Linked DNA regions of Mus musculus: regions 2, 3, 4, 5, 6 and 7 are each linked to region 1. The links are chromatin contacts, called in public promoter capture Hi-C maps. All regions are on one chromosome and are shown on one strand. The core of a region is the stretch at or near the end of the contact, and the rest is flanking DNA. Distances in the headings are between cores, read along the strand shown.

Region 1 (4,280 bases), core at 747-3,246:
TGATGAATAAACTCACCCTTTCTAGTTCTTTCTGAAAATCTAGTTGGATGGTTCAACTCAGCTGTTCTGGCTCAAACTCCTCTCCAAGCTGACTGATTCAGTCTGCTTTCTCTCTTTGTCTCTCTGTCTCTGTCTCTGTCTTCTCTCTCTCTGCCTCTCCTGAATTGCTCTGCTTGGCCTCATACTAACTTTGGCAATCTGTTCTTATCTTCTGCCTCCTTCTCATTCTCTGGCTTGCTCTGTCTTCACCTGTGTCTAGCTTGTTCTCTCTCTGCAACCTATCTCCCTGTAACTGTCCGGTAAAACTGTCTGTCGTCTCCTCCTCCTCCTCTTCCTCCTTCTCTTCTTCCTTCTCCTCTTCCTCCTCCTCCTCTCTCTGCCCCTGTTCAAGTAGCTTCCCTTTCCTCTCTCTTCTCTTGTGAGTTGGGCATGTCCTTGTTCTGTGAAATCTTTCTCTGATTCGTCACCTTGTCTGCCATTCAATTAGACATCACTTTCAAACATGGCTGCCTCCTTCTACAAACTAACTTGACTTTCATTGTTTGGGCTTAAAGATGTGTGCTAAGGGCATGCCTGTATTCCAGCCAGATGGATTAAAGGTATGTGCTAAGGGCTGAGCCAGACCACAAATAGAAACATGTTTGTTTGTTTTTGTTTTTTCAGTAAATAGCACAATCTTGGGGTTCACAGTGTGATCAAGTGCCCTGCAACATGTATATGCCCACATGTGGCTGGGTTGGACATTATATAGTTATGCTTGATTTCAGAATCTGAATATCACCAACATCATTTTGTAATTGTGTAACTTGAATACATCACTGGATTCACCTGGTTAAGACTGGGTATTAGTCTTGTAGAGGAACCATGTTTGCATCCTAGCACCCACGCAGGGCAGCCCACAATCACCAGTTACTCCAGCTCCAGGGAGATGAGCTGATGGTTCACGCTTTCACTAGTATGAGAACACACACAATTAAAACCAAAACAAACAAACAAAAAAACCCAACAAACTTTAAATCCTTGATGAATGCGGAGGTTATTATTTAGATATTTAATTTAGATTAAATTTATTTAGATTAAATGCTAGTCTTGGCAACTCTCCCCACTGCACCTGCACCTCTATCATCTCCATCTGCATCTCCACCATCTCCATCTGGATCCTCACCGTGGCAGAGACTCCTTTTGTGGGCTTCGAACACTGCTCCCCAGAGGCGAACAGCTAGTTTGGTTTTAGCAAGCTTCCCCTTTCCAAGAACATGTCACACACAAAAGTCCCGACCTATCCTATTACATCCTTTCCCTGTGTTTTCAAGAACTCAGTTTGCACATCCTGGTACGTTTGGAATTTGTTCACTAGTCACTCATTGAAACGCACGGGTAGCAGGGGAGAGTTCTTGTTCTAGCTTCTGTTTACCACGTGTGTTGTGGGTGTACTGGGCATGTCTCACAGTCCTCCTACAATGTAAAACCCAAGCTTGTCAAGTAACAAGACTCAAACAAGTAAGCCCGGGAAGTATATCTGCATTTAAGGTATAAAGGAAGGATTCTAACTCTAGCTATTGCCATGTCATAGTTTCTTTTTAAGGAATCCCAGACAAAAGTGGCTTCCGCACCCCTCTGTTTAAAACTTTGGCTGTGACAGATATACAGTGACCATACTGGATAAAGAACGAAACCACCAGAGCAGCCGGTTGCTCTCAGCAGTCATCAAAGGTCCCGGATGGGGCCCACTGCACGCCAAGGATGGGGTGCTCACAAGTCCTTCCCGGGCCTGAGCCCCACGCTGGTGCCAAGAGGGGACCCGGGGCGAGCGTGGCTCCCCCCGAGCACGGTGAGCCCGACTCACCTGCGTGGCTTCCAGCCGCGCGCGCACCTCCCGCATCAAGAACGGCTCCAGGCCGCGGCCCGCGGTGCAGAAGAACCGGGCGCCGCCAGCGGGGTCAGAACCCGGGTCTGCCTGGGCTACAGCCATGGCGCTCAGGCGCGACCCCGAGACCCGGTCACGTGAGCTCGGGAGCGCGCCTGGGAGCCTTCAGTGGAACGCGCACCGGAGCGTCGCCTTTGCAGGCCCGCCCTCTATGGGGCGTCCCGGAAACTACAGCGAGCCTCCTGCAGCCAGGCATCTCTGATTGTCAAGGGTCCTGGGGATGCTGTCCTTACTGTCTTCATCTAAGACTGGGCCGAACCGGTGAACTCAGGATCAAGAGAAGAAATTCTTGTTCTCCAGCAAAATGTCTTTGTGTTCCCGACACTTGTTACATTTCTTGAATCTGGCCAATCACATAGGTAAATAATGAATGTGCCATCCAGTTTAGTCTAATCGATTTGAGCTAGTGACGGTATTTGAATGGTTTTTTTTTTTTTTAAAGAAAAACCTCTTGAGTTTTAAAATGACAAAATTTGATATAGATAGAATAAAAATCTATCTCTAATTCAACAACATTAAATTAGCTATGTAGTTCTATATTGAATCAGATATTAGAAACTGTTAGAGGAATATTTCTCCAGGTCCAGAAATGAATGCCAGTGGGTAACTGACATTCTCTTGCCCCTTAACCAGTGGTCAGCTCCTGAAGGGTTGGGGCAGTAGAGCCAAGTTCCTTATGGAGTCCCGTCACCTGAGCGTTTCCAAAGGTCAGCTCTAAGTTGTTTCATTTGGTGGCTCACCCTAGACCTGTCCCCAAAAATTAAAAATAAAAGAGGGACAACACCTGAGGAAGGATACCTGAGGTTGTCTTCTGGCCTCTATGTGTACACATGCACATGTACGCCGCACACATATTTTCCTGCATATACATACATGTGCGTGCATACACACATACATACATAGTCTGTACTAAAAAAATAGTCTCAGATGCCTTCAGATGAATTTAACTTACCCAGCTGCAATCTGCCATTTGAATATTACTTATTCAACATCGAGGAAGTTGGAAGTCAACAGAAACAATTTTAGAACGGACAGACTTTAATTCTCTTTCATGTTTGTCAGTTCTGTATATTTCTATAATAAATTTTAGTCATTTTTATCTCACCTCAAGATGCACATTTAAACTGGAGTAGCTGTGAGACATTTGCTTCACAGTTTCTCCCTGTTTTGATGTGATTGTCGATTCCCTTAATTTCAAAGGTGTTTAATGCATGCAATTGACTATCAGAATGCAGATGTTTTAGGCTGCGAAATTCCTGGGGAGATGATAGTTTCATTCATCCGGATACCATAGTCATACACAGGCTTACTCTCGGTAGGTAATAAGTTAGTTTGGTGCTGAATTGGATGCAATTCATTGGCATAAGACTAAAAGAAAGACCAACACAGGAAGTCTCTCTCAGCTAGGAAGATTGCTATAATTGCCTAGGGTGGTTAGGTTTTTTTTTCGACTTGCTTCAACTTAAAATCACTTATAGTCCTCAACCGAGGAATCAACTGGATCAGGTTGGCTTGTGCTGACGTCTCTGGAGGTTTGTCTTGCTAACTGACACAGCCCACTGTGGGTGGCACCATTCCCTAAGCCGGGAAGGAGTTTCTGCTTATAACCAGAAACCAAGCAAGCCAGCCTCCATTTCTCTATCTTCTTGCTGCTCCCGAGTGTCGAGGTGGCACATTAATTCCATAACCTGGAACTGTAAGCCAAACAAACCCTTTCCGCCCCTAAGTTGCTTTCAGTCAGGCTGTTTTATCCTGGCAACAGAAATGATACTAGAACACCATCCTATCCGCAGTGGCTATTGTGAGCAGGCATGGAATAAAGGAAAGGAAGTGTGGGCAACAAAGTAGGAAAGTTGGGGTGCTAAAGGGTAGGAGATCACTGCACCCCTGAACTTCTTTGCAACATACCTTGTTGCTTTCCTTCTTCCTGTCATCTCAGCAACATATTCTGTAGCCAAGGGGAATGAATATCCCTCAGAATGACCAGGATGGTCTTTCAGCAGCATTCTTGCTACTACCCTTTCCTCTATACTGATGCTGTTGAGTGTTGGTACCTGGCCTTGTCCCATTTTCCCCAAGAGATTAAAGAACCATTGATAGAGCCAACTGCGGGAGTTATTTTTCTCCTCGATGCAACAAGATACATGACAGTGGAAACGTCCTTATGGAGGAAAGAATAACTGTGCGCATGATTTCAAGATTGTGGCTCATATCTTGGTTAGTTTTACTGTCAACGGAAGTCATCTGGGAAGAGGGAACCTTGATTGAAGAATTGTCTCAATCAGAGTGGCCCGTAGACATGTCTCTGGGGCATTGTCTTGATTCCTAATTGATAGGCTTTTTCCTCTCTTCC
Region 2 (4,280 bases), core at 1,323-3,822, 2.8 Mb after region 1:
TTTTTTTTTCGAGACAGGGTTTCTCTGTATAGCCCTGGCTGTCCTAGAACTTGCTTTGTAGACCAGGCTGGCCTAGAACTCAGAAATCTGCCTGCCTCTGCCTCCTGAGTACTGGGATTAAAGGCATGTGCCACCATGCCTGGCAAGGGTTTTTAAAAATGTATTTATATGTTAGATACTTTTATGTTATTTGGGAAATTAAGAGAATGCCCCCACCAGATTGGCCTATGAGCCAGACTGATGGTTTTATTGATTGATGGGGAAGGACCTGGCTCATTGTGGATGGTGCCATCCCTAGGCTGGTGGTCCTTGGTTCTGTAAGAAAGTAGACTGCGCAAGCCATGGAGAGCAAGCCAGCAAGCAACACTTCTCCATGGCTCCTGCCTCCAGGTTCCTGCCCTGGCTTCTTTCAGTGAGGCTCTTATAAGCAGTAAATGTGGAGGTCAGAGGACAACTTTTAAGAGTCAGTTCAGGTCTTCAGGTCTGTGATGGCAAGTGCCCTGCCCATTGGTCCATCCCTCCAGCCATTTTTTTTCTTTTTCTTTTTTTTTTTTTTTGGTTTTTTATTAATAGACTTGACTGAGATATACTTAGAACACATTCAGAAAGTTCTTGAGTAAGCCCATTTGAAAACTATACCCACGTATGACCTCCAGCCACAATGCACAAGCCAGACCCTGTACCTCCTGTGCTCACACAGCTATAGCGTATGAGAGTGGGTGTGAACCTGAGAGAGGATGCCTTGAGGAAACAGGAGTCCTGACAAGGAAGGGTAGATAGTCCCTGCTGTTTTATGTTTTGCTCAATGCAGAGTATGTGAGGTTTTAAGAGTGGGACTTTGGATGCGGAGACTCAGAGCGGGAGAGCATCTGTGAGGACGAAAGTGGACACTGGGTTCATGCATTGAAACCAAGGAACACCACTGATACCAGCAAAGTACCAGAGAAGCTAGGGCCAGGCATGGCACAGACTCGCCATGAAAACTGTCCTCTCAGGGACATGGGCTACTTCATACTGATTGGCGTCCCCTCTCAACAATTCTACAGGGAAGGCATTTTTTTTCAGTTTGCCTCCTGCCGTAAGCCCAGTGTCGGAGCATCGTGGTGCACAGCAAATACCGACTGACTGAATAAAGGGAGGCCCTAGGATCATGATGGCGAACTCGAGAAGTTCTAGAGGCTAGTCTGCTGGGGGTGGGGTGGGCGTGGGGGTAAGCAGGCCTGGAGGCTGGGCAGGCAGTTGCTTCTAACCAGGCTGATGTGGACTGAATCAGAGAAATGCCCACGGGCTTGGAGGGAGGAAGGCTGGGAGGAGTGAAAATGAGAGACAGCAGACAGGGAAGACGTGGAGAAGAGAGACAAAAATGGTAAAGCTCCAAACAGGAAAGCAGCAGTGGCAGAAGAGAGGAGGCTCGGGGGGGGGGGGGGGCTGTCCTGGTTAGCTACGGGGGTATTGCGCAGTGACCAAGAGCATGCGTGGACTTTGTAGTCAAACTCTTCCTGGGCTTGCTCATGGACTCTGTCCCCCTCTAGTTCTGTGACATTGGGAAAGTTACTTATTAAATCCCAACTCATGGGGGGCTATGTGAGAAGTCAAGGAGACGATGTGATATACTTGGCTAGTCTTCCCATTGGGGTGGAAATGTCTGGAGCCATTTGGGTTGGGACACTGCCCACTGGAAATAACTTATAGCCACACAGACACGGGGAGTTCGGGTCTGTGGAGGTGGTGCAAGAAGCTCTGCTGTGGAACTGAGGGAGGGGAGGGGGAGGGGAAGGAGGCAGTCTGTGCTGTAGTTAGAGGAGACTTGGGTGGGTCTGGTGTTTGTGTCCTGGCCTTGAGCCCTGAATTAAGAATCCCCAGGACTAGGGATGCAGCTCCGTTTGGAAAAGTGGGAGCCTAGCATTCACTGACTTCTTCCCTCAGCACCTCAGAAACAGGGTGTTGTGGCACTTGGGAAATAGAAGCAGGAAGATTGGGAATTCAAGCCCCCTCATCCAAAGAATTGTTCATCTGACTCCATAGCTTCGGGGTTTGCCAAGGGTTGAGGTGCTTGGTTCTAGGCCTCCAGGCCTTAAGTTCTAGTCCGGGGCATTGAACACCAGGTTCTCCCCAAGGTGCATGGGGGCAGTGGGTTGGAAAGGTGCTTTCAGCTGCGGAAGGAAGGAATGTCACACCCTGCCACCTCATCTCTCACAGCCTCAGAGACACACAAGCTGGTCTCAGAAGTCATGGCCACAAGTCTGTGGTCTCCAGAAAGAGGAACATACTGAGGTAGTGAAAGAAGAAACAGGTCGTTTTCACCCTCCCCAGAAGAGCACCAAGTGGATGGAACGCAAGGTTAGAGGGGGAGGGGACAGCTGAGGGAAGAGGAGTAAGAAAGAGGGTGGGTTGTAGTCACCGGGTGCTGGCGACTCACATAAGCTTGTTGCAAACCGGAGGCTGAAAGGAGGCCCGATTCTCTTCTACCCAAGACTTCACTCTCACACGGCGTTCCATGGCCGGCAGGCAGGACTCTTCTGCCCACAACGTGGTGGCCAGGTAATCGGGAGGTTGGAGTGATGCGATCTGCGACCTGCGATCTGCGCAGTCTCCTGTTGGCCACCTAGTTAATTAGGTTACCAGAGGTCAAAGAGCTGAGCAATCCCCTGCCACTCTGAGGGGGCAGCTCTAGAGTCTGAGACTACTTGCCCTGCCCCTGCACACACGCCGGAGCAGGGATCAAAGCCCAAGAACAGACCCGCCTCCTGGGACATGGCCAGCATCCTCCCAACACCTAGTTGCTCTGGACCGAAGCTGGACTCTGGTACCTACTGGGCCCATGTAAGATGCAGGACGCTGGGCTTTCAGCTTTTCGGGTTTCTTCTTCTGCCCTGCCTCTAAAGAAACATTGTGTTGGGAGAATAAAGGTTTGAAAATCGGAGACTTTGAGCACAAGGAGGACTGAAGGCAACAGGAGCACACAGAGGCCATCACAGGAGGCAATGAACAGGCTGCATCCAGTCTCCTCCGGAGCACGGAGGTCTGGCCCAGTCCTGCAGATGTGATTGGCTAGACCTGAGATACCCTGTCCTCACCTTGCTTTGCAGCTGAGGCCTGGTCCAGCTCGGCAGCCCTGGCGCCTAGTAGTAGTGGGCAGGAATGAGGTGTCCAGCACTGGTCTGAGTGAGCTCTTTACCCCTCCATGGGGAATTGAACCAGAGTCTTTAGTGTGCTAGGCAAACTCTGCCATGGAGCTTCAGAATGTCCCTGTCCCCTCACACGTCTTGTTTATATTTTATTATTTGGTTTTTGTTTTTGAGACAAGAAATCACTTTGTGACCCAGAATGTTGGGCAGGTTGCTATGTAGCTCAGGCTAGCCTCAAACTCTATCCTTCTACCTCAGTACTAGGATTACAGATGGATGTCACCATAAACCTACAATCCCCACCCTTGCATGTTTTAAGCCACCCACATGTGAAGACCTTTACAGGTGAAGATGGTCCTAGGTGTCTGTCTTATTTAGGGTTTTATTGCTGTGAAGAGACACCAAGACCTCTTATAAAGGACAAAGTTTAACTGGGGCTGGCTTACAGGTTCAGAGGTTCAGTCCATTATCATCATGGCGGGAAGCATGGCAGCATCCCAGGCAGGCATGGTGCTGGAGAAGGAGCTGAGAGGTCTACAGCTTGTTCTAAAAGAAGACAGGAGCAGTCTGTCTTCTAGGCAGTTAGGAGGAGGGCCTCAAAGTCCTCCCCAACCCCACTGACACACTTCCTCCAACAAGGCCACACCTCCTAATAGTGCCACTCCCCAGGCCAAGCACATTCAAACCCACCCCAGAGCCTGCCAGACTAGAGGCTCCTCAGCCAAGGTTGCCCTGGGGCAGGAAACGTAGGAGGAAGAGGGGAAGGCAAGGACCACCTACCCTCCAGGACTCACAATTCTTGGGAGAACTGAAAGGGAGTGAACTACAGAAGTCAGTGCGAGGGAGAAGAAATGGTCTCAGGCCTTTGAGCCCAGAATACAGACTACAGAATAGAAGAATTCCTAGTGGCTCCCTCGTGGCTCTCATGGCCACCCTCGCTTGTCTGCAGCCTGACAGAGTCTCTTCTTCTCAGAATTAAAAGCTCTGCTGGTGTAAGCCAAACTTGGACAGGCTCTCAGCAAGCATCTCACGCACCTGGCAGGGGCCTTCTTGTGTCCTCTCCACCACCCTTGCCCCTTTCTACAGCTTTATCTTTTTGATTATTCACTTGGCATGTTTCAGCTAAGTATTTATTGAAGCATTTCCTTCCAG
Region 3 (4,280 bases), core at 1,110-3,609, 2.6 Mb before region 1:
TTGGGCTACAAACGAAGGGGAAAGGCTAGAATACTTGCCTAGCATGCATGTGCCCTGGGGTTAAGTCCCAACACCACAGAAAACTGGGTGTGTTAGTGTACACCTTTAATCTCACCACGCAAGAGACCAAGGCAGAAAGATGGAGGTTCAAGGTCATCCTCACTACAAAATGAGTTTGAGGCTAGCCTGAGCTACATGAGACTCCAAATGGAGGGAAAAGGGTAATAAAATAAAACCAGGCTTAGCAGCTTATGCATATAATTTTAGCACAAGAAGGGCAGCAGGAAGACCAGGAGTTCAAGGTCAGCCTGAACTGCAAAGCAAGTTCAAGGCCAGCATGGGCTGCAAGACACAAAACAGGAAAAGCAACAAAATAGTTTAGATTTTACAGCCACCTAACTCTGAAGCACAGGCTAAAATAAACTTTCCAGAAAGTCCAGCTGAACCCAAAATAGGTCTTCTCTAAGAATCCTGGTACAAGCTACACTCACTCATCTGTTTTAAGTAAAGTACTCATAAATATAAATTTAAAAATCCTGAATGTGCAGTAAGTCTCAATAATTCAAGTCTATAAATCTACATAGAGGAAGCCATCTGCTCTTTGGGGAAAATCTACAAAAGTCACCTTTTGCTGTGCACCGCATGCTTATCTCTGCATTTAAACTCCCACCATACACTTATACCTCCACTGCCCTTGAGGAGAACATGGCTAGTCACCCATGTTAGCATAGGTCCTCTCTCTCTGCTCTCTCTTGGTAAATTTCCTAATTCCTTGAGAAATTAAAACTCTTTAATGCCATGAATCTTATCATAGTTCAAGAATTCCTCCCATGGTTTTGGTGCCTAAAGATACCGGGCATCAAGCAAGACCAATGACCCCGGAGACCTGGGATCTGTAAAAAAAAAAAAAAAAAAAAAAGAGAGAGAGAGAGAGAGAGAGAGAGAGAGAGAAGCTGACTGTACAAGTGGTCTGACTCCAAGGATGCGTCTGACAGGCTTGCTTTACCCGTCCACAATCACACAAGTACTCACACAAAATTATTAAGATGTAATAAAAAATGCTGTTGTTTCAATTCTCCTCACTAACATGTAGTGTCTCCGGCCACCATTGTGTTCCCAATGTTCTGGAAACGGGTCCTACCCATCACCTTCCAAGAGGGCCAGTACTCTTAGGGTCTCCACTCACCCTGCAAACAAAACACTCGAGCTCACTGGCTCGCACCATTCTTTTGGCTAGATTTTCACGAAAAGATGCGGTACATAATTACAACTCTCGTGTAAACAAACAATAATTGGGTTTAAAAGTGTCTGAATAAAGCGCTTTCATCAACCCCTGTGAATGTCATCACACTGAAGCTAATCACAGAGAAAACGGGAGCCATTGCTGCTGTGCACTGGTCTTCTGGATACACTATTAGATATCATTAGTAAGGGCTACCATTTACTTTTTGCCTCTGTGACAGTTTGTTCTTGTGGGCCCAAGAGACTTCTATAACTTCAATGGTAACTCACACCTCTGCACTCTGCCTAACTCCCAGATCTCCATCAAGGATTCAGTTAGCGGCTATAAAGTCTTCATTCGGACATCCCCTTTGAAATCTCCCGTATCCGGTACAAATACCTATCAAAGTACTCATTACACTCGGAAAACATGTGCTTAACCAACCTATGTCCCATCCCACTTTGTGTCCTACTTGAGAGGAGCAATGCCCACTTCGGCATCCCCAGTGCCAGGCCCCATGACAGGGGCTTTAAGAAAAGCGAGTTGAATGAATGAACTGAGCCACACGTGCCCCAGGAGGCAGGGTCTCCACAAGGAAGCACACAGGGGTCTGCAGGAGGGTTCAAGGGGAAGGAAGGCAGGGCAACAGCGGGCATTTAAACTCCAGGGCCAGGCCGGCAGCCCCGGGGCGGGGCTCAGAGCGACCGAGGAAGAAGGAGGGCGCGGGGCGGGGCCTGTGGGGACTCCCGGCTGCGGCGGGGGCAGGGCGAGGTTGGGGCCGCTCCCGCCCGCCCGCCCGCTCCGGGGCCCGCACTCACTCGTCCCCTTGCAGGAGGCTGCACTCCGTGATGGGCCGCACGGCCGCCCGTGGGGGCTCGGCCTCCGACGTGGGGCGGAAGCACAGGCTCAGCTTCTCCTCCAGGCTGGAAGCCAGCGCCGGGAAGCTGTCGCCGCCCGCGTGTGCCCCCGCGCCAGCCTCCGGGCTCGCGTTACAGTTCTCCTGTTCCTGGACACTCCCGGCCGGCTCCTGGAACTCATAGAAATCCTGCCAGTCCCCGTCAGCCGCCATCGCGCCCGCTGCCGGCGCCCCGCCCCGGTCAGACAGCCACGCCCTGTCGCTTCCAGGCCACGCCCCAACGGTGCCCGCCCACTTGAGGCCACGCCCCTTGTCCTCCAGCTCTTGGTTGAGCGGAGACCCAAGCTGACTTTAAAGTCTTCCCTTCCTGAGTCTTCTGGAAGACCTTAACCGAGTTGAGTCACTTCCGATGTTCTTGAGCATTTAGAAACAACTTCCCTCAGTGTCCCTGTCTAAAAGTGGCTAAAAGGAAGACTTCTTTAAACCTACTTACTGTCAGATTTTTGCCCCATAGGAACATTTCTAACACTCCATCTAGATTGACAAGATTTACTGGGAAATGTTTGCTTGGTACCAAAATCCATTCCACAAATACATCTCTCCCATGTGCAAAACGCATGCTTGCTAATAATTATGTGAGTGAATATGCTCAAAGTACTTAGAAAATGCCTCAACAATAAATACTCACCTGCTTGCTATGCATGGTCACTTCTTCATTACTGTAGCCCGACCTTTAAAATTTAATGAAAATTAAATCTTGTAAAAGCATGGCTGAGGTATGGAAAGCTTTCTTTTCATAGACCTAGCTTCTTATTTGTTTGTTTATTTGCAAAATAAAATTATCCATGAAGGTAAAGAGCAGTGATTGTTGTATGCCATATACACTGTACCCTGAAGATGGCTAGGATTATAGTTTTATCACATGCATTTAACTACAACAAAAATCAAGGAAAGTAGGCAGATGCAGTAAATGCCCAATAATAGACAGAATCATTATTCCTTCAAATGTGTCATTCAGGTGGGTGAAACATCTTTCAATAATATATTATAAAATGTTATAAAACAGAGGAGCAATGCAGCTGGGGAAGAGGGGGAAGGGGGTAACTGGGAGGAGTTGAGGGAGGGGGAACTGCAGTCAAAGGGATTGTATGAGAGAAAAGTACATTTTAAAAGGGAATATATATGTATATATATATATATATACATATATAGTGTCTACTCAGGAATTGTATAAAAATTTATTGGGCAACTCAATCCAGTGAGCTCGTTTTATATATAATTAAATACAAAATGCCCAATGAATTTCCTTGCAAACAATACCTGCCCCTCCTTGGGTAAAAGGAAGTGTTAAGTGGTAGAATGTAAGAAGACATTCAACAGGAGACCCATTTCTGCCATGTTGTGGTACCATGCTCTTCCACCCAGCCTTTCTCTAGACTCTTTGACTCAGCCTTTCTTAGAAACTACCCAGTTTCAAGTTTCTGTTCCCTCGCCCCTTCACTCAGTATGTCCTGTCAGCACTTCTTCTCCTTCCTGACAGGCTGCTCCCTTCAGCTAACTTCTAGCTTGAACCAAAGCACCAGCTTCGGGTTTACACAGTCCATCACCAGGGGCCCCCTGAGGAGGAAGCCGGCCTCCTTTATCACTCCATAGAGCCTAATTTTGTACGTTGGCTTCACTCAAACTTATCTACTTTATACCTATTTTACTTCCTACCAGCTCCTAGAGACCTTTATGAAAATGATCATGTGTGAAGGAGTTTCCTCACTTGATAGATTAAGAAAGGTTAGTTTGTACATGTGCCAGTGGTAGTTAAAGAAAATTAGGCCATGAATTTAGGGGCCGGGGGAGCTGAGAGGGAAAAGATTTTTGTAAAGTTTTAACTTAAACTAAATTTTGAAAGAAAGAAAAGTTATCTGAGAAAAACAATTTCAAGCACTTATATTCAAAACTAGAGAAGATGGAAAACCAGCTTTAGGATGCGTTAAATAATGTGTCACACAAATGCTGACAATGGCAACATCTCAGCCGTACAGTGCAGTGCAGTCAAATTCCTACATATCAAAAAATGGAAAAGTATATCATGTAACATGTAAATCACCTAAACATATAATTAATCTGAAAATACAGAACCGAAGAAAGAAAATACTGAGTGTTCACCGAGCCTGAAGCATGGAGCCTGTGTGCAGCTGTGCTAGGTCA
Region 4 (4,280 bases), core at 976-3,475, 2.6 Mb after region 1:
TTTATCTGTGCATGTATGAAGTCCATGATGTACATGTGGGGCTCTGTGGACAACTTTTGGGAATTAATTTTCTCTTTCCAATGTATTTGTTCCAGGGGTCGAACTTGTCAGCAAGCATGTTTACCTGCTGAGCCATCTCCTATGCACCTCCAGCCCTACTCTTGTTCATATTTATTACTTAAAAATAATGAGAAAGCCTTCTAAAACTTATGATCCATTTCTTTGAATTTTCAGGCGGCATTCTTAGTAGAAGACAGACTTTGCGGTTCATGCTGTTTGGGCCAGAGGGATTAGTTCTGATGCCGGAATACTATTCCAGGTGAACTATCAGCTGATGTGTGTCAGTTTAGAAATGGAGAGTGGTTTCAGATAAGTCACATTATATTTTCGGTAGGATCCCCAGTAAAAGAGTTATGATAAATGATAAATAACAGCTATACTGTCAGCATACCAGAGCTCTTTTGTTTTCTTCCCTGGGCCAGAAGGGCTGAGGACTCACAGTTTGCAAGCTACCAGCGAATCTGAGGCTTTCCAGAGTACAAAAGAATCGACAGACACCTGCTATTCTCAATATTGGATGCTAGAGGAGCTTCAACCAAAATGCAGTCTTCTTTTCCCGGGACAACTCCTACTTTGGCACAGCCCTTTAAATCAGCATCACCAGGCACTCCAACCCACAATACTAGGCCAATGTTTATTGTGCAACAAGGCCTGGGTGTAGTTTGGAATGCCTTGGCTTTCCTAAAAGAAGTTATGTGTTCATTGGGGAGAGTCAGTCAGGAAGATCTCGCTCTGTATCCCAAGCTGGCCACAAACTGGAGCGCCTCCAGCCTTTGCCTATGGAATACTAGGGTTACAGGTGTTTAGTACTATGAGGACCATCTATATTCAAAACCTCATAGAGGGTGTGAGGAACGTGAAAAGGGATCTATAGCTACTCAGCATGGGAAAACTAGCCACTTAAGAGCTTTCTGATGGGACAAGTGATCCTACACCTGTAATATAACCCAGCACTCAGGAGGCTGAGGCAGGAGGCTACAAGAGCCAGCCTGAACTGAGACCCGTATTAAAACAAGTAATGTTGGTGAGGTAGCTCAGTATAGCCAGGCCTGACTATCTGAGTTCAATCTCTACTCCTATGATAGACCTATACATATATATCTCATAGCATTCATGCCCTCACATGATAGATAGATAAATAGATGCATGGATGGATAGATAAGTAAATAAGTGTATTAAGAATTTAAAAACAAACCAACAAACATGAAAAGTTAGTTCTATAGTTAAATGACTAGCCTGTGCAAAGACCTGGCTTCAATCCCCATTAATGCAAAAAAAAAAAAAAACCAAAAAACCAAAAACGGGGATTGGGGCGAGGACGTGCTTTTTGACATAAAACTAGTTAGCTGACCAGCAACCCCAAGCTGTTAGACACGACCTCCTCCTTTTGATGGGGGGAAAACTGCGGATTGTGGAAACCCTGTTCTTCTACCGGCAAAGGAAGCCCTCTTGTGCTGAAGGCCTCCCCTGGTCAAAGCACACGCTGTACACAAAGCCTGTTTAGAGGCAGGGCTAGAGGATGTGTGTGTGTGTGTGTGTGTGTGGGGGGGGGGGTCGGTTTTGTTCAGCCCAGTTTTGGCACAGCCACGACTGACCTGCCAGTGTGGTCGGGGTGAGAAAGTCAGCTTCCAGTTCTTTTCATAGCTGGGTCTCAGACTTGAGCAAGCTGCAAGTACGTAGGGTCTTCTTGGCCCCAGGGCCTGTAGGCTCTAAAGCCACCAAACGTCCTCTCACCACGAGGGAGGGACGCAAACAAGCATCTGTCGCTTGCATTGGCTGCATCGGAGAGTTGTACCCAGAAGGGCGTTCGTGTGCTTGAGGTCACACATAGAGGGGTGTCCCTGGGGAACAGAAGCAGGAAAGGAGAACCTGTCCCAAGGTGGACAGGTGACGCGGGCGAGAGAGACGCTCGGAGTGGCTGAACCTCTGTCCCCACCCTGGTTCTTCCACAGCCCCTGACCCTGGTGTGCTACCCCGAGGCTAGTGCGGGTGGCCCCTGGGGTCTTCGGCCCCCCGCAGCCCGCCGCCCCGTTCCCGCCGTGCTCCGGCCTCCCGGGCCCGCTCGGCGTCGCTCTGCCGGCGCTGGGGGCGGGCACAGCCCCCTCCCTCGGTGTCCCCTCCCCGTCCCTCCCCCTCCCCCGTGGCGAGGCGGCGGCGGCGGCGGCAGCGGCGGCGGTCGAGGCTGAGGCGGCGGCGGCGGGCGGGGCTCGGCTCGGGCTCCGCGGGCGGGCGGGCGGACATGGCGGCCAACATGTACCGGGTCGGAGGTAGGAAGGCTCGGCCCTTCCCGGCCCGTCGGGGAGCGGGCGGTGGGAGCGGGGGTCCGGGCAGCGCACGCTTACTGCCAGCAGCCCGGGAGCCCGGGGCTGAGGGCGCCGCGGGCGGGGCGCAGGGGGATCCCCACCCCCACTCCCCTCCCCCACCGCTCCTGCCCGGCGTCTCGGGGCCAGGCCTCTTCTGGGGACACGCATCGGACACCCCCTTTACGAACGCCCCAAAGGGACAGAGCCCCTGCAAGCCCCCTAGCTGAGTGGTCTTTCCCTCGCGTGGCTTTTGGGCACGAGGGAGGGGGGCTTGAGCACCCCTCACCCCAAACCCCGGCTTCTGCCTCGGTGTTAGCGTGGGCTGGGGACGATGGTGGCCCAGGTGGGGGGCAGAGCTCGACAGGCCTGTTTGCAGAGCCCGGGCCCTGCACCGTCGCTGCTTCACCCCCCATTCCCTTCGGTTTCCCGTTCAGTCCCCCTGAGAGTGGGGCTGTGTGTGGGGCCAGGGAGCCGCAGCCCCAGGTAGGGAGTAGAGCTCAGCCTGGACGTTGGCTCTGCTGTCTGTCTTTCCAGCCTTCTGCAGAAGAGAGAGAAATAAGGTCAAACAAACTTTCCCTGCTCACGACGCCCTCCCTCCCTCCTTCCTGGTAAAATAATAATTCAGATAAGTGGCGTGTTTGTGAGTGAGACTTGCTCTTCCGTCTTTGCTCATTAGCCGAGCTCCTGATGGATGATGGTGGGGGAATGGCCTGGCTAAATGAGGCCACTTAGCAGCAGAGGGCTGGGAGAGAGCCGCCTAGGTAGACCGTGACTGTGCAGTCTAGTCTCTCAGGTAAACACATAGTGGGAAGTTTCCAGCCACTCTGTAGAGGAAAAATCCTGTACCTTTGGTTGAAAACTTGCCATGGTTTCTTTATAAGAAGGGTCTAAATGGAGTTGAATCAAATATAAAAAAAGGGGGGAAAAAAAACAACCCAACACCCAGCCCCTATTCCTCACCATCCCAGGTAGAGCAAGGAAAAGTTTGATACCTGCTTGCCCTTACACATTCTGCCTGCCGATTTTTTTTTTTAAGTTGATGTTTGAAATGAATTTGGGCTGTTAAGCCTTTCTTTTTCTCCTGATTTGTCTCAGGTCAACACTTTTATGTAAGAATCGTTGTTGAGGGCTGGTTGGATTGGAGGGATGAGGCGCTAGTGGGAGGCTGCGTTGATGAGCTCTGATACATAGTGATGAAGGGGTTTGCCTATCATGTTGTGGTGGGGTTGTTTGGTTGTTTGAGGCAAGGTGTCTACTTAGGCCTAGATGCCCTAGGATTCAGTCCTAGACCAGGCTGGCCTCACAGAGATCTGCTTGCCTCTGCTCCATAGGTGCTGGGATTTAAGACCTGTGCTTTTTGTTGTTGTTTGAGGCAAAGTCTTGCTATGTAGCACGAGGCTGGCCTCTGCTTTGTGATTCTCCTGCCTTTGTGTCCCACTCCCCCCAATTACAGCAAGCCATGCTTTTTTTTGTTTTTTTTTTTAAATTAAATAATTAATTCAAGGGTGACCACTGTGGCACATGCCAGTAAATTCAGCCTGTAAGTGTTGGGCCAGGAGGCTTAGGAGTTGAAGGCCAGTCTCAATTACTTCACCAGTTCTTGCCAGCCCGGACTGCTATTTTCAAAAAGAAAATGAAATGTAAGCAGGATGTGGTACGTGGTACATACCACTAATCTCCACTTGAGTGTGTGAGGCTGGGGGATGTTGAGTTAGTTCTAGATGAGCTTGGGCTACTTCGTCAGGGGTGGGAATTCTAGGACGGTGATAAACTTGGAACCGCTTACAGAGGCTGCCTTACAGTGGCTTGCCTACTTCCTAACGCATAGGGAATTGTAGCCCAAGAGATGGTGGCTCACCTTTAATCCCAGCTCTCCAGTCCTGGGCAGAGGCAGGCAGGTCTCTGCTGTGAGTTTGA
Region 5 (4,280 bases), core at 848-3,347, 2.6 Mb after region 1:
GCAATGGGCTCTGTGCTTCCAGTCCACGGTAGTTACTGTTAGGATTCATACAGAGAGGAAGGGATGCACTGCTGCTGGGTCTGCACTTACCACAGTCCCTAGCACACACAGGCCCATCGGGAAAGGATTACAGGACACGGTCTTGACTTGAAAGTGAAGGGGGAAAAAAATTAGGGCAGAAAATGAATGGGTGAAGGCTCCTAGAAGAGTTATCAAACAAAGGGTGAAAGAGAATATACAGTTTGGGTTTTATGCCCAAAATGGCTGTCTGCTCGGAAAGTCCAACTTTAGTCTGCTTATTCCTCCCACCAAATATGCAAAATAAACTCACTTGTTCTAAAAACAGGAGAGTGCTATCACCATTAAGAGATAAGCATGAGCTCAGGAAAGATTAAAGTGTTTTCTTTTCATCCTAGTAAAGTGGGGGGAGGCGGGAAGACACTTCAATGACCGAATCCTGTTTCTGGGTTTGGGGAAGTTTCGCTTTTTCTTCTCTCCCAAGGTAATAGCTGTTTTTGTTTTCTTCTCCACACTGAAGACCCTCTGAATGAAACTCCAAATCCTTAATGCCACACAGAGGAGAGGAATTTGCTAGGTCCACACTTGCTCGGAAAGGAGAGAGGAAAAAGGGCACAGGCACCCATTATTCAGAGTCTATCACTAAATTAGCCTCCTTTATAATACGGATTCCATCCCAGCACACATTACGCCGGGAGCAGGGTGTGCAGAATGTGTGGGCACTGAAGCAGACCACATTTCACCGAAATGAGACTTCATCTTTTCAAACACCACCAGTACTGGCACATATTTCAAAGAGCTCTTAGCTCAAACTGAATCATCGTGCAAATTATTGCGTGTTAGCAATAAAAGTTTGGAAAATCTAATTAGCAGGTTGCTATTTGGTCAGAACTAAAACACAAAGCCTGGAGGTTTTACTCTAAAAGGTGAGACCCAAGCACAACCACAGGCTGCGCCTGTGAAAAGGGGGCGGGGTTGGGGACCCATAGATTCCTCACACCCCTCGGCTGGAGCGCCAGGGACCTCCTGGGGCAGGAAAAAAGCCTAGCTGAGCTGCCAGGCAGACAGGACGGAGACCGGACGGACGGACGGCACGGATAGACGGGACTGGACGGACTGGACGGGCAAAAAAAGCAGTGCGTCCTACCCGGAGGGTTCCCTCCCAGGGCTGGCGGAGTACCTGCTCCGGTCATCCAGACTGCGGTTGTCAGCAACCGCCGCACGCCAGTCGGGCAGCGTGCTGGCGCACAGCACCACCATGGACACGATCACGAACACCACGGACACGCTGGCCAGGATCTGCGCGGCCAGCGACGACGTGGGCTCCTCGAAGGTCCGCCGCATGCGCTCCAGCCAGCGCCGGGAGGGGGCCGCCTCGGGTCCGGCGGGACGAGGCTGCTCGCGGCCCAGCTCGTCTGCCGCGTGAAAGGTGTGGGTGTCGGACATGCGGTCGTCTAGGCGGCGCTGGCAGCAGTACTCCAGGTGCGCACCCTCCAGGCCCCAGTAGATCATCTCGTTGTAGAAGGAGAGCTCGCACATCCGCGGCGCGAAGCGCAGCTTCCCGTGGCCGCGCACGTACAGCAGGATGAAGCCGAAGGCCTCCGAGTGTCGGTCGAAGAAGTACTCGTTGCGCTCCCGGTCGTAGTCGTCGCACACTTCGAGCACGTCGCGCTCCGAGCGGCAGCCGTGCAGCCGGCTCACGCGGCGCAGCGGGAAGTCCTTGAGCAGCTCCCGGGACAGCGAGTACCGGGCGCCGCCCACGTTCAGCACCACCGAGGCCGCCCCGCCGCGCCCGAAGGTCATGGCTGGCCGCCCCGGGGGCCTGCCCGCCGCGCGCACGGGGAGGCCGCGCCGTCGGGGCCCGAGCTCCCCCGGGGCTCGCGCCCCGCACCGCCCGCGTCCCCCGCGGTGTCAGTGCCGCCGCCCCTCGCTCCCGGGTTCGCCCTCCCGAATCCGGGTGGCTGGCCGCAGCTCCAGGTGGCGCCGGTCTCCCAGAGGGCGAACGTTAGCCGAGGCACCGTGGGCAGGTCTGCCCGGTCCCCGGCGCACGCAGCCCCGCCGCCGTCCAGAGGCGAAAGGCAAAGTGAGCCGGCTCCGGCGGCGAGGAGCGGGCTCCGGGAGGCGGGGGCGGGGCCTCCCTCGCCGTCCTCCTCCTCGCCCGCCGGCTCCGCGCGCTCCGCTCCCTCCGCGCGCACCTCCTTGCCCGCCCGCGCCCGCACCTCCCGGCTCGCTCCGGCTGGGATTCCCCGGCGCCCCGCCCCGGACCTCGGGCTCCCCGCCTCGTGACGCCGTGCGCCCCCGCCCGCAGTGGCCGGGAGGGGTGCGCAGGGCGTGATGCGAGCTGCGGGGAGCCCCGGGGCCATCCGGATGATGGACACACCTCCCCCAGGCTCCTTTAAAGAGTCCCCCGAAGGGAGGAGACAGGAGGGAAGGAGGGGTGCTGAGGTGAGGACCAAGGTGCGAGGTTTGAAGTAGGGAGCAGACGGCGTCTGGATGAGCCTTTGCCAGAGACTGTTGGAAACCCTGGTCGGCTTCTAAGGCCGCCCCAAAGGATTTCTCAAAGCAGGCAACCCAGTCGCGGCTTTGCCTGCAGACTTTGCGCTTCCTCTCCGCGCGTGGGGCACCCCACGTGCCGTGCGCTCCGAAGGCGGCCGCGCACCAAGCTCTCCCCACCCCCTGCTCCCTGAGGGATGCCATGGGCCAACGGACTCGCCCTAGTCCCCCATCTTTCCCAGCCTTGGGGTCCTAAGAAGGCGCCTACACCGCTCTCACGATGCCTCCGGTGGAGTCGGGTAGCAGTCTGGAGAGAATTTTCTTTCACTGGCAAGACCAGAATGTCTTATTGCCTCGATCTTGCATTCTCCTTTTCATGCTATCTCGATGTCCACTCCTTCCCTCCCCGTAGCACCCCCGTGCGACTGCGGCACCGGCCTTCAAATGCAGAGGCAGGGTTAAGGCTTGGTGGAGTGGGGTTCGACTTGGCAGGCATTATTTTAAACAGCAGTTTACACATCCGACACCGGCAACCCAGCCCGTCAAAGGCAAGAAACAGGTGAGTTATATATAAGGGAGACGGCGTTAGATGCAAAACAAACCCTGGAAATAAAAATGAATAGGGAGGGTGGAGGGGTGAGATGGGCTCCTGTGACCATGGAGTACCTGGGGAAGGGTTTTGCTTTCCCCCTCCACTTTCCTAATTTTGTAGGACTGCCCCGTGCCCGCTAGAGGTCACCATAAGGAGTCATTTGCTCTGCTTCTCGGATAGATGTTAGTGAAAACAGCCGCCTGCAAATTTGAGTTCTCTTTCTGACAAAGTCACCCTGGGTGGTTCTTAGAGAATGAAAATCTCCATAAGCTGTTTATCCCTAGACTTGGATCATTTTTTTTTAAGCACTTAATGTGATTAAAAGCTCAAAAACAAGAGTTATTTATCTGCTAAGTAGCTACTAAGCAAGGAAAACATCCTGAAGGAAGTGAATTCAATACGGAATGGAAGGAGGTGCTGGCAGAAGGAGCCAGGGACTCCGGGGGAGCAAATGCCAGATGTGAAAGATTAGCGACTGTAAAGAAAGCTAATGCATTTGTCTGGCTGGAACAACGGGAGTTCTAAGACCTGTGTCCATGCCGGGCTATCTGCAATGGGATCCCTGAAGCTTTAATAACAGAAGTGGCTAGATGAAAGCCTTAGTTTAGGAAGACGCTCTGCCCCGTGGGTTATTCTAAGGAAAAGGCTCTTTCAGCAAGCCAGGAATAGAAGCCCTAACCTCGTGTCAGTAAAAATGAAAGCCAGTTATGAGAAACCCAGCCCAGTATCTAGCAGGTCTTAGTAATGGATAGGACACAGTGACCAGAGGAATAAATAAATAAATAAATAAATAAATAAATAAAAGCAGGTGAGAACCAGCTACCAGCCTGGCTTCACACCAGCAAGAGCCAATTCACCAGCAAGTTGTTAAAAATATTCTAAAAGCAACAAGCAACAGAACAGCCATTGTGTTGGTGATTTGAACATTACTATATTTATTTCCTGTGTTCTCTATGCAAAAAAAAAAAAAAAAACCCTTTGCAGTCTGCTGTTGGAAGCATTTAGAGAAATATCTCTTTTTAAATTAAATTTGAACTTAGAAAACAGATTATTTGGTGACAATGCAGCGTAGGCTTCATAAGTTATATTTTCATATTTATCGGCTAGATAGGTTTAAATCATTTTCTTTGTTTCTAACGTAACACTCTTAGTTGATTGTGATATCATCAACCCAACA
Region 6 (4,280 bases), core at 790-3,289, 2.4 Mb after region 1:
CTGCTCTTCGGAGAGGACTCAAGTTTAATCCCCTCTACCCACACAGTGGCTCACAACTGTCTGTAATTCCAGTTCCAGGAGATTTGGAACCTCCTTCTGCAGGCCTAAGCATGCATGAAGCGCACAGGCATGCATGCAAACAAAACACTCATATACATAAAAAATAAAATAAAATATAAAAAGCACATCTACAACCACCACAAAAGAAACTGTGACATTTTTGATGAAACAACTCATACGCTGTAACATGAAGGAACCTCAAAAGTGAAGTTTCTGTGGGGTTTACAGGGGTTCAAAAACAGGCAGAACTATTTATAACTGATAAATGTCAAAACAGGAAGGCAGACAGGGGTTTTAATGCGAGTTTGAGAGACCTTCCTGCAGGTGGTATAATTTATGGTCTGGGTACTAACAAAGGAGTGCGTCACATGGCATAAGTATGCCAAACCTTGCCTAAAGTAACATACCATCTCTATGCACTGAAAATACACTATAGATGATGATACAATGCAATCAGCCATTTACCTACATCGTCTGTCAAGAAATCAGTCAACATACTGGCAGTTCTTTCCTTACAACTCATTACACTGGGTTCCACTGACACCACACTTGCTCACCTCTAACACTGGACTGTTCTTTGAGTGAATTTTCCTCATTTCCTTCCACATTTCTGTAACAGAACGATGGTGTCTCTCTCTCTCTCTCTTTTTATGATCTCTCCAGCAGCAAAGAGCCTACTAGCAGCCATGTCTGTTAAGCACCACATTCATAAAACCTCAGCAGCTACCAGACACAACACAGCACTAGACACTGAACACCTAAACACTCTTGAGACTTTTCCTCCTCAACCTCCCATACGACCCTTCTTGGCCTCCTCTCTCCTGAAAGCACATCTACTCTTGTAATGAAATCATACTTAAACACTGTCCCTTAAGATGGAGTGTCCCATAGGGGTAGAAAAGAGGCAGTAATGACAATCTCTTTTACAGCCCATACAGGTCACTTACTATTCAAGGTTTTTCAGCTTCGTGTCCCACCAAGGCTTCTCGAACTATGCTGAGCAGTGATTCAGTTCAGGAGAATATATAGCATTTATCCAGCACCAACCATCTGCCAGAAAATCTGCTCACTCGACACATCACATTTAACCCAAGTTAATGCTGCCCCGAATTAGAAGGGGCAGTCAAGGTCACTAGATTAAGGCTGCTAAATTCAGTACTAACCCAGTATTAAGTGGAACTCTAAAATACCACATTTTCACAACACTGAGATTGGAGATGGGAACGCCATTGATAGGATCTAACTGGAACCTGGATAATGTCAGATTGCCCAGTAGTCAACGGTCACCGTCTGCCACTTTAAAACTAGCAAAAGCATAAACCTCGTTGGGTGTCACTTCCGATGCTTTCCCCAGTATGTATGTATGTATGTATGTATACACATATATATATTCCCATGCCTTATGAGCGAGCTTCTCAAATCCGCCCTCCCAGTCTTCCATTTGGTAGCTGGGTAAAGCTGCTTTCTGGGCTGTGACAGGGCCAGTAACAAGAGGAAGTCACAAAGGCCACCTCAACCAGAGAGAGCAGAAACCCAAACACAGTTATGTCACCTTCTGCAATCCTTCACAGATTCTACGGGAAATCCACCTTAAACAAGCAACCACCCCAGGGGTCACCTTGACCCCCGCAAGGTATCAGACCTGAGTTCAGTGCCATGCAAACCTCGCCTAGGGTGCAGCACACACCCAGAAACCTCGGCGACCGCTCCAAGCCTGCGTGGTTAAGGACACCAGGGGACACCAGCAAGCCGGACCGGTCGGCCGGCAGAAACCCTTCACGGCTCGAACCTCGCAACTGCCTGCCTCGGGCTGCTGTTCTCCGGCCCAAGGCGACGCGGCAAAAGTGTACCTGCGGGGTGTAGGCTTCCGAAGCCCAAGCTCCAGCCAACTTCTGCGTGAAACTGCTAAACTTGTAGTACATGTTGGCGGAGGCCCGCTTCGCACCGCCGCTGCCTGTGCGACCGCCCTAGAAAAGGACCCGGCTTCCCCTTAGGCCCGCCCAAAGCTCAGCGCAAGGACCTTAATCCAAAATGCGGACTGTCTAGAGAACGCCTGACTTAAAACATAGCCTCCTACGCAACGTCGGGGGGAAAAAACCGCGCTTTCTCAAGACCTAGAAACGAAAACAAACTCTAAAAGACATGGAAAGAGGCTGTGTTCAGGCTTCCCGAAAACTCAGGCTTCTCTGTACCACTCACTTGGATGTGGGCAGTGCCAAGGCGCCTTGACAGGTGCGCAAGCGTCCTGTGGACAAAGAGGGCGGCTGAGAGCGACACAGTCGGTCAGAGCGAGTTCTGGGCGGGGCCTAGAGCGGGGGCGGGCCCAGGACGTGGGTGGGGTCTCGTCAGGCCCAGGTCCCGCCCCATTTCAGGGTTATTAGTATCTGTTGAGGGGTCTTAATGTACCAAGGGTTGTTAGGAATTTCACCTCAGTTATGACAAGAACAGCTCTTTGGAGCCGTGAGTGCATCGCCTGTAAGCAAAATCCTGTCTCAATGCCGGGAAAAGTGACAGGAAAGGAAAGAGAGTGGGAGAGAAGGAGATAGGAGAGAGAAGAGGAAAGGGGAGAAAAGAGAAGAGAGATCAAGGAGGGAGATGGTGAGAGGAAGAAAGGAAAGAAGGGGTAGAGGGGAAGAGGAAAAAGAGGTGAGGGAGAGAGAGGAAAGAGGGAAGAAAAGAGGGAAGGAGGAGAGAAAAGAAAGAGGAAGGGGAGAGAGGGAAGAAAGGAAAGAGAGGGAAGGGAGAAAAGAGGGAAGAAGAGGGAAGGAAAGAGGGGAGAAGGAAAGAGAGAGAGGGGAGAAGAAGAGGGAAGAATCTATAGGCTTTGTGTAGACGTAAACTTAAAGCACCTGTGTGTGCATCTTGCGCTTTTGAGAGTGAGATTTTGTCAGCATTCATTTGGTTGCTCATCTCTTCCTAGGCCCTGTTCTTTGAGATAAACGTATGCAGGGGAGGTGACTGGGAACACTTGTGAAATCTCTACCTTCTGCTTGAATGATGCGCAGTTACAGCTTCCTGGTTATGGTTATACTCTGCCGCACCATGCAGTGTGACTTAAGCTTCCACTCTGAGTCGAATACTGCATAAACAGAGTGTGCCGGCTTCCTAACCTCCAGGAACAAGTTTTTAGTCCTATCATTTAACCAGAGGTTTTTGCACACACATTATAGATTTATGCATACTATATTTTAAATGTAAGTTGGTAATGAATAGCTGATGATGCCAAGCTTAACATAGTATTTTCTCTAAATGCATTGAACCCCCACAACCCGAGAATTGGTACTATGACCATCTCTATTTTACAGCACAGAAGAACGGAGCGACTTGCTGAGGACAGCAATTAGTGGCAGAGTCAGGCACCAGGCTCAAGAGTACAGATAAATAGATATAAATCCAGGGCTGGAGAGAGAGCTCAGCGGTTTTAAGAGCACTGACTGCTCTTCCAAAGGTCCTGAGTTCAAATCCCAGCAGCCACATGGTGGCTCACAACCGTCCAGAATGGGATTGACACCCTCTTCTGGAGGATCTGAAGACAGATACAGTGTACTTACATATAATAAGTAAATAAATCTTTAAAGAATAAGAAGAAAAGACTCAAGGCTGAGCACTCTAGAGCAAGGGTGTGAATTAGCATCCTGCCTTTGTCTTCAGCACCTCAAATACCCTGAACAGCAAAGATTCCAGCAGCTTCTAATGATGAGTAATCCAACCTTACTGTCCACCCAGGCTTAGTTGCTGCAACCAACACCATGACCAAAAAGCAAATTGAGGAGGAAAGGGTTTATGCAGCCTACACTTCCACATTGCCGTTCATCACCAAAGGAAGTCAAGACAGGGAGTCAAGTAGGGCAGGAACCTGGAGGCCAAAGCTGATGCAGAGGCCATGAAGGGGCAGATCTTACAGGCTTGCTTTCTCTGGCCTGCTCAGCCTGCTTTCTTATAGAACACAAGACCAACAGCCCAGGGATGGCACCACCCATAATGGGCTGGGTCTTCCCACATCAATCACTAGTTAAGAAAATGCCCTACAGCCAGAGTTTATGAAGGCATTTTCTCAATTGAGGTTCCCTCCTTTCAGATAACACTAGTTTGTGTGTCAAGTTGACATAAGTCTAGCCAGGGTGATACCTTTACAAAGGCATGGTATGATGTAACACAAAGAAAAGAAATTTAAAAAAATCACAATTTCTGTTTGAGTTCTAGTTTCTCTGCAGCTGAAT
Region 7 (4,280 bases), core at 1,245-3,744, 2.3 Mb before region 1:
AAAGAAAAATATGAAACTTACCTGAAGTTAATTTGGATGTGTGTATAAAAATTAAAGACTAGTTAAATGTACACATAAATTGTAAACTCTAAGCCTCAGAGAATAGAATGAATGAACATAGGCTAGTCTGTAGATCCTCATACATCTACACATAGGAAGGCAAACTTTTTTTTTTTTTTTTTTTTGGTTTTTTTGAGACAGGGTTTCTCTGTGTAGCCCTGGCTGTCCTGGAACTCACTTTGTAGACCAGGCTGGCCTCGAACTCAGAAATTCGCCTGCCTCTGCCTCCCAAGTGCTGGGATTAAAGGCATGCGCCACCATGCGCGGCTCAGGCAAACATTATTTTATTGCTTGTTTTTAACCAGATTAGAGTCATTTGTTTTATAGTCCCTAAACTATAAAATATGCTAAAATTTAAACAGAAACAAACAAAAATCACTTGCAGCAACCATGCATGGAGTTAGCTCTCATGCAGTAGTCCCTTGGACCTGAACTCCATAAGCACATTTACAGAATGCGTTGCCAGTAACGACAGGTAAATGTCTGACCATTTCTGCGTACTCTCAAGTCACTGGGTTGAGTACAAGATCAGTCACCACAGGAAGACTTACAAATATCAAATAGACTCATACCTAACAGTAGGGATGAGAAAGTCAGCAAAGAATACAAGCCATGTAACTGCAGAAACGTAAGAAACCATACAGGCCACTACCTGACTTCATTCAATTGCCCTACCCACCGCCCCGAAGTTGGTTACACTCCTGTATTCCTAAGTTTCATCGGAGATAGACATAACCGTGGGCTAGTTCACACAGCTCTATCCACTGACTGTCCGCCTTCTCATTAAAACAGAAACTCCATGAGGGGGGCAGGTTTCGTTAATCGGAGTCTGGATACACAAGGCAGGCATTCACTGAGCCCTGAACCTGTGCTGAATAAGTAAGGGTTGAAACTGAAGCCCAGAGAGGTCACAGAATCCCCTCAAGGTCACAGAGCCGGACTCAAGCCCAGCCTTTATCAGAGACTTATTTACCATAACCTTGCCTGTTTGCTCCTTCTGTGGCCACATCAATCTCTCAAAGCAGTACGCTTCTACAAGCGAGTCTCTTCAGTGTTTCTTTCTCTTCATATTTTGTGCCAAAAAAAAAAAAAACCACCAAAAACCAAAAAAGAAACACACTTCGAGTGCTTCGCAAACAAACTAAAACTGTACTCAAATTTCATAAGCATACAGATTTAGCCCATAAAACAGAGAGGCACAATTCACAGCTCTTTGAGTTCCTCTGGAAATTAGTGTATGTGTTGGAAGTTTTATAAACAGTCACAGTAAACCTACTTACCAACTCAGAGTGACCAGTGAGTTACCAACCTTTCATGCTTCTCTGGCGCACAAGAGCTCCTCTCAGATAAGCATGCTTTATCTGGCAGGTTATGCAAGGGGGCAACGTAGCCCTGAAGCCCCTTTAGTTCCTTTTAAGCTCTGGACATACAAATCAACTCTTGGGAAGTTTGAGATTCTGTGAAAAGATGTCCCACCTCTGCCCATTTTCTGACTCCCATCAATCAAATCCTTCACTGAAACCTATGAGTCTAACCCAAACGCGAATGCGGGATGGGGTCAAAGGGCAGACAGGGAAACATTTTCAGACATAAAACTGGAGCTGACACTGCTAGTAACATCAGTTTCTCGAGGAAAGCCAAGGCCTCACTGATACAACTTGTGTTGCTTTCTCTGGTCACCTTCCTTGCAGAGTGAGCGATAGACAACTGCCAAACCCTTCTGCGAGGAACGTCTCTAGACCTAGGGTGCGTCAGGTTGAGCCAGGATGATCTGCTCGGAGTCTCTCAAAACTACTGTCAACCCAATCAGTAAACCGAAAGGGACAGACAACCCCAAAATGTGGCATGGCAAACCAGTAGGAATAAGCACCGGAGTTGAGAGTGGGGAAAACAGCCGCCGGGAGGGTAAATGGATCAGAAGGAGTGGGAAAACAGGCTCAAGGAAGTGGGATCAGCAAAAAAAAGTCAAAGGTGACTGGAGGAAGGGGGATGAGATTCTGGAAGTGATGGGCGCAAGGCAAGGGGGAGGGGGCGCGAGCGGGCTGGGGGAGGGGGCGAAGGGTCTGGGGCGGGGCTGAAGAGAGAGAAGAGGCGGGATGAGGACCGCCAGGCCGGGAGGGTCTTTACCTGCAGCTCCGCCCGCTCCACCTCCCACTGGGCTCTCTCCACCTCGAAGCGGGCCCATTCGTGCTGCAGGAAGTGCAAGATCCCCGGGAGGCTGTACTGAGCTCGGGCCGCCCCCGCCGCAGCCGCTCCGTCTCCGGCCGCTGCAGCCTCCGCCAGAGGCCCGAGCCCCTTAGCACCGCCAGCTCCCGGGTGGTTGTTGCTGAAGAAGACGCCGGGCCCCGCCTGCTCGTCCATGGCGGCCGCACGAACCCCGGGGAGCTCTCTGCCTAGGCGCCCAGCAGCGGCGGCAAACTGCGGCGGCCAGCTCTGCCTCCTCCCTCCGCCGCTCCCCGCCCACACCCCAGTCAGCAGGGAGCAGCCGCCCGGGCGCGGGGGCCGGGCGAGCCCGTGACGGGCCGGGAAGTGGGTCAACTGCGGCCCGCGGGGCTTGCCGGGAAATGTAGTCCCGGGGCGTGGCGAACCCCGCTTGCCTGTAGGCCTGCGCCTCTCGGAGGCCGGACCGAAGCCACGCCCTTTCCTCGCCACGCCCTCCCCTGACGGCTCCGCGGGTTTCCTCTTCGGCAGTGCGGCCAGCCGATGCCCCTCGGGTCGCGCCGCCGCAGGCTCCCTTCATGCGGAAGTTCGCGAGCGGCGCTCCCTGTTGCATATTCGCACGCGGAAGTTATCACGCCAAGTACCAGCCCTAGCTCCACTTAGTTTAGGGCTTCCTGGTCGTTTTGTTAAGAAATAGGCGCTGGGCAAGCCATCCGGTCGTCTGCCCCCTCGTCGCCCTTTTCGGGGTTCATCAAAGCCTCGACACCCCTGGACCACGGCTTGCCATCGAGCCTACCATTCATCCCCAGAGGGGCTCAGTGCTTGTTAACAGACCAGTTTTCCCTTAGGAGGAGGAACTCTGGTCTTCTCTCTTTCTGCTAAGGTTCGACATTTGCCATGAGGGCTTTTTCTAATTTCCAGTTTAACACTTGGTCTGAAATATTAGTATTAAAAGTCCCTTTCTCTGTGCTAATCCTGCTTGTAAATTCTGCCAAAGTTTTAGATCTCCAGTAATAAAGAAGTGCTGCCTGTCCAATCTCATTTTTCCCCCCATCTTTGCGGCAGTTTTCACTCAATTCGCTTGAACAAGTATTTTATTGTCAGTAATATTCCGTGCCAGGAATATAAAGATAGATGTCACAGTTCTTGTCATCAAAAGGAGGTTGACATACATATAGAGTCACAGAGCCCTAAGGGCTACAATCAGAAGGAACAAAGTCCCTTTTTGCTCTATTGCACTCCTGAACCCGGGAACCTCCCCTTCCCACTTGTCGCTTTCCTAATTTCTTGGGCAATTGATCTTTACACCAAAGGCACACTAAAATCCTTTCCTTCTAAGTGGTTTGCCAGTGTTTTCCCTCTCTGAGTACCCTGATAACTATTATCATTATAAATTTACACTACACCAACTGGAGAAAGGAATGTGCCTGAAGAACATTTAAGAAATGAAAACGAAATTAAGTAATTATTTATCTGTCACTCCAACAAAAAAAAATTGTAATTTTGTTTTGATCTGGTGGACATGAAAAAAGAAAAAAAGAGAGTCAAGATACAAGCTGATGAGTGACTTGCAAGGGAAGGGCATCCTGTCCCTGTCCTCTCTGTTCCCTGGTCTTCCCATGGCAACTTGTGAAAAGGACAGGAAACACATTGTCTCTGCTCGGGTTGCAAAGAGCGATGGCAAAGCCCTCTGCTCAGTTACTGAATGTTTCTGCTTTGTGAATTCATTCTTTATTATCATAAAAAGTTGATCCAGGCCTGGCCAAATTCCTTGTGTCATAAATTAGTTTGGCTCTAAATGTTCTTTGAGATCCAGCCTGATTCATTCACAGCTCAAGAAATTGAGACTGTCCTCAATGAGACCTTGAATGACAGATGACTACCAAAACTAGCACCCAGATTACCTGCCTGTTAGCCCAGTAACCTTAAAAAAATTAAGCTGGACATGGTGGCACAGCCCAGAGACAAGAGACAAGCAGAGGGAAACAGATTTCTGAGTTTGAGACCAGCCTGGTCTACAGCATGAGTTCTAGGACAGCCAGGGCTAGTTATATATTTCT

The links. Promoter capture Hi-C pulls out the DNA fragments that hold promoters and counts their contacts. Capture Hi-C pulls out chosen DNA fragments and counts their contacts.
Region 2: a promoter capture Hi-C map of pre-B cells shows a contact between it and region 1, with 5 times the contacts expected there. The contact joins the promoter of Haao here to the promoter of Thumpd2 in region 1. A contact is called at or near these places in 3 of 39 promoter capture datasets (embryonic stem cells, hippocampal neurons and pre-B cells).
Region 3: a contact with region 1 is called in a promoter capture Hi-C map of pre-B cells, with 4 times the contacts expected there. The contact joins the promoter of Fez2 here to the promoter of Thumpd2 in region 1. A contact is called at or near these places in 2 of 39 promoter capture datasets (liver and pre-B cells).
Region 4: a contact with region 1 is called in a promoter capture Hi-C map of the 3T3-L1 cell line, with 12 times the contacts expected there. The contact joins the promoter of Mta3 here to the promoter of Thumpd2 in region 1. A contact is called at or near these places in 4 of 39 promoter capture datasets (the 3T3-L1 cell line, hippocampal neurons, liver and 1 more).
Region 5: a promoter capture Hi-C map of pre-B cells shows a contact between it and region 1, with 5 times the contacts expected there. The contact joins the promoter of Kcng3 here to the promoter of Thumpd2 in region 1. A contact is called at or near these places in 4 of 39 promoter capture datasets (embryonic stem cells, hippocampal neurons, liver and 1 more), 1 of 115 datasets of contacts at active chromatin or transcription factors (astrocytes) and 1 of 9 other capture datasets (liver).
Region 6: a contact with region 1 is called in a promoter capture Hi-C map of pre-B cells, with 6 times the contacts expected there. The contact joins the promoter of Cox7a2l here to the promoter of Thumpd2 in region 1. A contact is called at or near these places in 8 of 39 promoter capture datasets (the 3T3-L1 cell line, 3T3-L1-derived adipocytes, the C10 cell line and 4 more), 1 of 484 Hi-C or Micro-C datasets (pre-B cells), 2 of 115 datasets of contacts at active chromatin or transcription factors (acute myeloid leukemia and embryonic stem cells) and 1 of 9 other capture datasets (adipose tissue).
Region 7: a promoter capture Hi-C map of liver shows a contact between it and region 1, with 4 times the contacts expected there. The contact joins the promoter of Strn here to the promoter of Thumpd2 in region 1. A contact is called at or near these places in 2 of 39 promoter capture datasets (liver and pre-B cells), 1 of 484 Hi-C or Micro-C datasets (CD4 T cells) and 1 of 9 other capture datasets (liver).

The regions. Positions count from the first base shown.
Region 1 is chr17:81,063,089-81,067,368 of GRCm38.p6, forward strand. Thumpd2 (THUMP domain containing 2) reads right to left here and starts at 1,997. Exons shown (of 10, transcript NM_028138.1): 1 at 1,847-1,997. The coding sequence starts at 1,972.
Region 2 is chr17:83,844,218-83,848,497 of GRCm38.p6, forward strand. It overlaps Haao (3-hydroxyanthranilate 3,4-dioxygenase), which reads right to left and starts at 2,573. Exons shown (of 10, transcript NM_025325.2): 1 at 2,420-2,573. The coding sequence starts at 2,499.
Region 3 is chr17:78,415,793-78,420,072 of GRCm38.p6, forward strand. Fez2 (fasciculation and elongation protein zeta 2 (zygin II)) reads right to left here and starts at 2,360. Exons shown (of 8, transcript NM_199448.3): 1 at 2,041-2,360. The coding sequence starts at 2,291.
Region 4 is chr17:83,703,959-83,708,238 of GRCm38.p6, forward strand. It overlaps Mta3 (metastasis associated 3), which reads left to right and starts at 2,226. Exons shown (of 17, transcript NM_001379391.1): 1 at 2,226-2,327. The coding sequence starts at 2,300.
Region 5 is chr17:83,629,798-83,634,077 of GRCm38.p6, forward strand. It overlaps Kcng3 (potassium voltage-gated channel, subfamily G, member 3), which reads right to left and starts at 2,098. Exons shown (of 2, transcript NM_153512.1): 1 at 1,166-2,098. The coding sequence starts at 1,821.
Region 6 is chr17:83,512,294-83,516,573 of GRCm38.p6, forward strand. It overlaps Cox7a2l (cytochrome c oxidase subunit 7A2 like), which reads right to left and starts at 2,040. Exons shown (of 3, transcript NM_009187.3): 1 at 1,911-2,040. The coding sequence starts at 1,982.
Region 7 is chr17:78,734,067-78,738,346 of GRCm38.p6, forward strand. It overlaps Strn (striatin, calmodulin binding protein), which reads right to left and starts at 2,495. Exons shown (of 18, transcript NM_011500.3): 1 at 2,188-2,495. The coding sequence starts at 2,421.